Linked DNA regions of Mus musculus: region 1 is linked to region 2. The links are chromatin contacts, called in public HiChIP or PLAC-seq maps. All regions are on one chromosome and are shown on one strand. The core of a region is the stretch at or near the end of the contact, and the rest is flanking DNA. Distances in the headings are between cores, read along the strand shown.

Region 1 (2,755 bases), core at 206-2,705, 800 kb after region 2:
TTGACCAGCCAGTCGCAGATAAACCCGAGTTGCACTCACATCCTTCTGGTTACTATGGCTCGCAAGAAATGTTTTGTTTGTTAAAACTAGTTCTACTTTCATTCATGTATCTTCTTCCTACATCCACATGAGTGCAGTGCCCTTGGAGGCCAAAAGAGGGCGCAAGGTCCCTTGACTCTGAGTGCTGGGAGGACAATCAGGTCCGGCCTTTCAGCTGCTGAGCCTAGACTATCAGGAACTTTATCCTGCTTCCCACCCTGTCTGTCCCTGAGTTGACTGCTGGCTTCCTCACCAAGCCCAGCTCTCCCTCAGGTGCCCGTCCTTCTCTAGTTTATACACTCCTATGTATACTTCAGAACCCTCTAGGTAGCAGTTTACTTCTACCCCTTTGGAGGGCTCAAATATAAGATATCCTGCATATCAGATATTTACATTATGATTGACAACAGCGGCAAAAATCACAGCTATGAAGTAGAAATGAAATAATTTTATGGTTGGGGGGTCACCACAACATGAGTAAGTATATTAAAGGGTCTCAGCATTAGGAGGGTGGAGAAGCAGTGTTCTAGGGGTTCATCTACTTCTCCCTCCCTGTAGCCTAGCTGTGTGTCAGCAGGAATAGGCAGCTCACACAGCCCTGGAGATGAACCGCACAGTAGGTATCAGCTCCTCCTTCCCCCCTCCCCATCCTTCCCGGTCTGAACCGGAAAGAGGATTCCTCTTTATTTTGTTAGAAAACTGTTTATTTAAAGAATACTAAAGGCCAGGGCCTGCTTGTGGACGGAGGAGTTGGCTGAGCCAGGCTGAAATGGGTGTTCCTGTCCACGGAGTCCAGCCTGGGGGAGCCGGCAGAGGCAGGAGAGCAGGCAGTCCCCAGCACTAGGAACCTCAGCAGCTGACGAGGTACATCCCTGTGGGGATAAAACAGCGTGGGGGCTTGCGTGAGCTCCCCCTCCCGACTACCCACCCCACCCTGCTTCTCCAGCCCCAAAGGGCAGCAACTACCTGTAGCGAATCTCCGCTTCACCAGGGACATGCGGTAGCCACCACCTAGCAGCTCCAGGTCCAGGCCAGACAGCGTGGCGCCCTCACTGGTGAATTGTGCGGCCACGGGGCTGGGAGTGCTGGGCCCCGACTGCGGCTGCCAACTGGCTGACAGGTGGCCTGAGCCTACGGGGTGAGGGGTCAGCCTCGACTAAATCAGACCTCGCATACCCCTTGCCTAGACCACGGGTCCAGGATGTGCTCCTGTCACAGGCTCTTTGTCACAGGCTCAGGATACAGGTGGTCCTGTATCCTGAGAACCCTCCTCTAGAATTCGTCAGTTCCCACGAACTATGTCCAGTTTTAACAATCTGCCCACCCGCGATTTCTCCCACGCAGCAGCCCTCATCAGAGCTGTGACTCACCCCCTGCCTCACACACATCTGGAAGCTTCCACGTGAACCTCTTTTCCTCTGTGTTCCTGGTGGCAAGGAATCTGGGTCAGACTCGACAGAGAGGTCTCTGGCAGTCAGTTAACTGTGTAGCCTTTGCAAACCCATGCCCAGCCAAGCCTCAGTCTCCCCACCCGTGCAGGGGTGTGTCGTGGCACAGCTATCCCAGGGCTCTTGTTGGCTGGCTTGTATGTTCCCAGCTGGGCAGGGTGGCTTACCAGGTGGCCGCAGGCTGCAGCCGCACACTGGTCACCGGCTCCCCCACGGGCAGGAGGATCTGGACATTAGTGAGTGGCGTGGACACAGCAGTGGCGCCCGCACGGTAGCTGTACTCCACCGAGACCCGCGTGAGTGTGGGCCCGCACTGCCAGTGGGCGCTCATTTGCAGGGGCACTGACTCAGGTCCAGGGCGGGAGAACTTAGGAACGAAAAGACAGAGGTGGCTGGGCGACATAGCCACGGCCGGTCACAAGGGCTATGCTGCCCCCAGCCTAGTCCAAGCAATGTGCAACCACCAGTATCATACGCAGTACCGCGAGTGGCCAGCAGAGAGCAGGAGAGCTCAGAGGACACAGCACTATCTATTATTTGCATTATTTATGTAACCCGCCCTCGCCCCGCCCCCGCGCAGCCCCACCTGGTACCGCAATAGCACCAGGTTGTAGTAGGAGGCGGTGGGGTTCTGCTCAGCCTGGTGCTGTAGGGCCTCCGTCAGCGCCGCCATATTCAGCCAGAAGTCTTTGGTCTCCGGGTCACTCTGGGAGGGGTCACTGTAGAGACAGGGACAGAATATCCTCACCCCTCGGGAGACGCTCTCCCATTCCAGACTGGGCTGCTGTGGGTGCAGTAGTAGGTCCAGAGAGGAACAGCCACTTGCCCCATGCCACACAGCAACTAGCAGGGGGCGCTATAGGCATTTAAGGCCCTGGGCCCCTGGCTCCACTGACATCTGGGACCCTCTCCCACGGCCCATGCAAGGCACCTGAAGATCAGGTCAGCGTTGGGCTGGAAGTGTTCTACAGGGGCCGTGTTCACCAGCCGGAAGCTGAGGACAGGTGGTGGTGGGGTGCCACTGAACACACGCACAATGCCCGCAGGGAAGGTCATGGTTAACTCCCCGGTGACTCGAGCCAGGCAACTAGGAAACCAGGGACAGTATGGGATCAGGGCTCCGCTTGGCACTGGACCCTCCTGGTTATACTTGCAGCCAAAGCTCCTGTGGGGCTCTGATTATTCTCAGCATTGTCTCCCCAACTTCTTACTCTTCCTTCCCTGCCTGGCAAGATGAATTTCTCCAACCCAGCCTACATTTAAGTACT
Region 2 (2,899 bases), core at 115-2,614:
ATGCGACCTGAACTACCCATCATGAGCTGGGTACTATCAGACCCTGCAAGTCATAAAGTGGGACGCGCGCAGCAGCAGTCTATTATCAAATGGAAGTGGTATATACGTGATCGGGCCAGAGCAGGTCCTGAAGGCACAAGCAAGTTACATGAAGAAGTTGCTCAAATGCCTATGGTTTCTACTCCTGTTACAATGCCATCTGCTGCCAAGCATACGCCTATAGCCTCATGGGGTGTTCCCTATGATCAACTGACCGAAGAGGAGAAGACTAGAGCCTGGTTTACTGATGGCTCTGCACGTTATGCAGGCACCACCCAGAAGTGGACAGCTGCAGCATTACAACCCCTTTCTGAGACAACCTTGAAAGACACAGGTGAAGGGAAATCTTCACAGTGGGCAGAACTTCGGGCAGTACACATGGTATTACAGTTTGTTTGTAAGAAGAAGTGGCCAGATGTACGATTATTCACTGACTCATGGGCTGTAGCCAATGGATTGGCTGGATGGTCAGGGACTTGGAAAGATCACAATTGGAAAATTGGTGAGAAAGACATCTGGGGAAGAAGTATGTGGATAGATCTCTCCAAATGGGCAAAGGATGTGAAGATATTTGTGTCCCATGTAAATGCTCACCAAAAGGTGACTTCAGCAGAGGAGGAGTACATAGGTGTGCACATGCATACATGTGCATACAGAAAAATCTCCCAAAAGTTGAGGATTCTAATAGAGCAGAGATGTGAAGCGGATGGCCAGACAGGGACTGGTCATCTTGTTGGTCAGGCCTCAAGTCAGAGATGCTGAGGCTTCCCTGAGCCCCTTGACTGTGCCTTCCCAGGAGCTAAGCCACGGGAGCCAAGCAGACAGAAGGGAGGGAGGGCGCTGGCACTCAGCTTTTGTCTCCTGCTGCCTGCAGGTGTTCGCTCCTGGGAGGATGTGGACCCCGCTGTCTGCAGCCTGGATGAGCAGCTCAAGGCCTTCGTGTCCCGGCATTCAGCCACCTTCTCCAGCATTGTGAAAGGTGACCTGCCCCACTCTGCCTCCCTTAGTTCTCCTGCTCCTCTCTGGGTGCTGAGCTGCTGAGTGGCAGCTGTATGCCGGGCGTGGGGTGAGGCAGTGCTAAGGCCTGCACAGAGGTACCTCTGGCCTGTGGATGCTGCCTTGGTTTTGGACAGTAGAAGAAAGTCATATGCTCTGTCCCTAACTTACAGAAGGGTGTAGTGACTTTAGGGAGGGGCCCTCAGGGCTGAGAACCAATAGGGAAGCAGAGATGGGGTGCAGGGCGATTTCCTTGGGATCCTGGGGTGGCCAGAGCAGCCCTTTCATGGGTATTGCTTGTAGCTCGTCCCTGCCCAGTGGGTTGAGTCACCACCTACAGCTGCAGGAGGGGAAGGAAGTGTCCCTTTGGGTCGTAGTGGCTTCCTGACCCCTGATCCATTGGAGAAAAAGCTGGAAGTGACCTACTGTGTGACCACAGCCCTCTGGACGCCCCTTCTGGGTAGTCACATTTCTCTGGCCTGGTCTTGCAGGGGAGGGCTGAAGCTGCTGTCTGCCATGTAGAGCCTCCTGTGTGTCCTCCTGGCTTAGGTGCTGAGCTGTGCTGGTGCTGATACGCAGTCTAGCACCCCTGGCTGATCATCTGTGTTGTCCCTGCTTGAGGCCCAGGGCACCCATGGGCTTCTTCCATTTTCTTTCCTGTTTGCTCTCAGCTGGGGCACCCTGCTGTGGGTTCTGCAGCTTCAGTACCTGAGGGTCCCCTGGTGGTAGGATTTGGGATTAGGCAGCCTGAGCCGGGGCCTGGGCTTGTCATCCCACAGGGCAGCGGAGCCTGCACCACCGTGGAGAGACCTTGGAGACGCTGGTCCTGCTGAACCCCTCAGACAAGTCCCTGTGTGATGAGGTAGGAGCAGGGCCCTGTGCTGTCCTCACTCCTGACCCAGCATATGTGCTTGACACTTCTGCACCTACTTCCTCTTGTAGACTTGGGGCAGGAAGGCTGGTCATGGAATGCACTGATGAGCTGGAGGCAGGTGGGAGGAACCCATGGAACCCAATGTCCTGGCTTAGCCTCTACCTGGCCCAGGCAGGAGCTGCCCTGGGTGGTAGGAGTCTTGCTTTTGGCCAGCCTGCACCTTCCTCCCAGTCTAAGACAGCTCTGGGACTCTCTGATGCATGTCACAAATTGATCTGGGAATGTTGTCACAGGCCTGTTGTCCCAGCAGGAGGAGGCAGAAGCAGGTAGGTGAGGGCTAGCCTGTGCCTAAAGAAAGATGGAGAAAGGGCTAGGTGGGTCTTCACAGGAGTCTCACGGTGAAGGAGCCCTGCTTGGCAGGCAGATGCCAGCTGGCCTCAGGGAAGGGGAGGGCTGTGGTAGGCACACCTGCTGGTTCTGCTTTCCTTCAGCCTCTCAGTTGCCTCTGACAATGAGTTCAAAGCTGGGGCCTGGTCCAGTGCCACTCACGGGGCTGCCCACCTTACCCACAGCTCCGGAACCTCCTGATGGACCCCGCCCCTCACAAGCTGCTGGTCCTGGCCGGGCCCTGCCTGGAGGAGACTGGGGAACTGCTGTTGCAGACTGGGGGGTTCTCGGCCCACCACTTCCTGCAGGTGCTGGGGGACAAAGAGGTAAGTGGTTCCCATGACCCTTCCGCCCTTTCCCAAGCCTGTGCTCTAGGGTGAGAGAAGGGCTCCGAAGCCTATCATCCACTGCACAGTGCAGTGAGTGGGGAGGGTACACTGAACGGGGCCGTGGGCTAGGAAGGCAACTCCACCAGAGACCCTGGTAGGTAGGCCCGGGGTGACAAGTGGCGGCTGGTGGGGGTTAGAGGAAGTGGTGTCTAGTCTTCATGTCCAGGTGGTCCTGTGCTTGCCCCACAGGTCCAGGATGCACTGGCCTCAGCAC

What was found. HiChIP or PLAC-seq counts read pairs in DNA pulled down with a chosen protein or histone mark.
Region 1: a contact with region 2 is called in an H3K4me3 HiChIP or PLAC-seq map of embryonic midbrain, with 4 times the contacts expected there. The contact joins two enhancer-like sites. A contact is called at or near these places in 2 of 484 Hi-C or Micro-C datasets (LSK cells and the N1E-115 cell line), 4 of 115 datasets of contacts at active chromatin or transcription factors (bone marrow-derived macrophages, double positive thymocytes, embryonic midbrain and 1 more) and 1 of 9 other capture datasets (macrophages).

What each region holds. Positions count from the first base shown.
Region 1 is chr8:71,707,921-71,710,675 of GRCm38.p6, forward strand. Fcho1 (FCH domain only 1) reads right to left here. Exons shown (of 28, transcript NM_028715.3): 23 at 2,419-2,574; 24 at 2,074-2,206; 25 at 1,655-1,854; 26 at 1,410-1,465; 27 at 1,006-1,170; 28 at 467-911. The coding sequence ends at 889. Among named protein-coding and RNA genes, the nearest start is that of B3gnt3, 7.5 kb to the left of the region's middle. Within about 2 kb of position 1,456, at least 45 of the 459 cell types and tissues checked have an H3K27ac peak or open chromatin away from gene starts, as enhancers often do.
Region 2 is chr8:70,910,032-70,912,930 of GRCm38.p6, forward strand. Map1s (microtubule-associated protein 1S) reads left to right here. Exons shown (of 7, transcript NM_173013.3): 2 at 914-1,018; 3 at 1,815-1,897; 4 at 2,482-2,622; 5 at 2,875-2,899. Among named protein-coding and RNA genes, the nearest start is that of Map1s, 5.5 kb to the left of the region's middle. Within about 2 kb of position 1,365, at least 35 of the 459 cell types and tissues checked have an H3K27ac peak or open chromatin away from gene starts, as enhancers often do.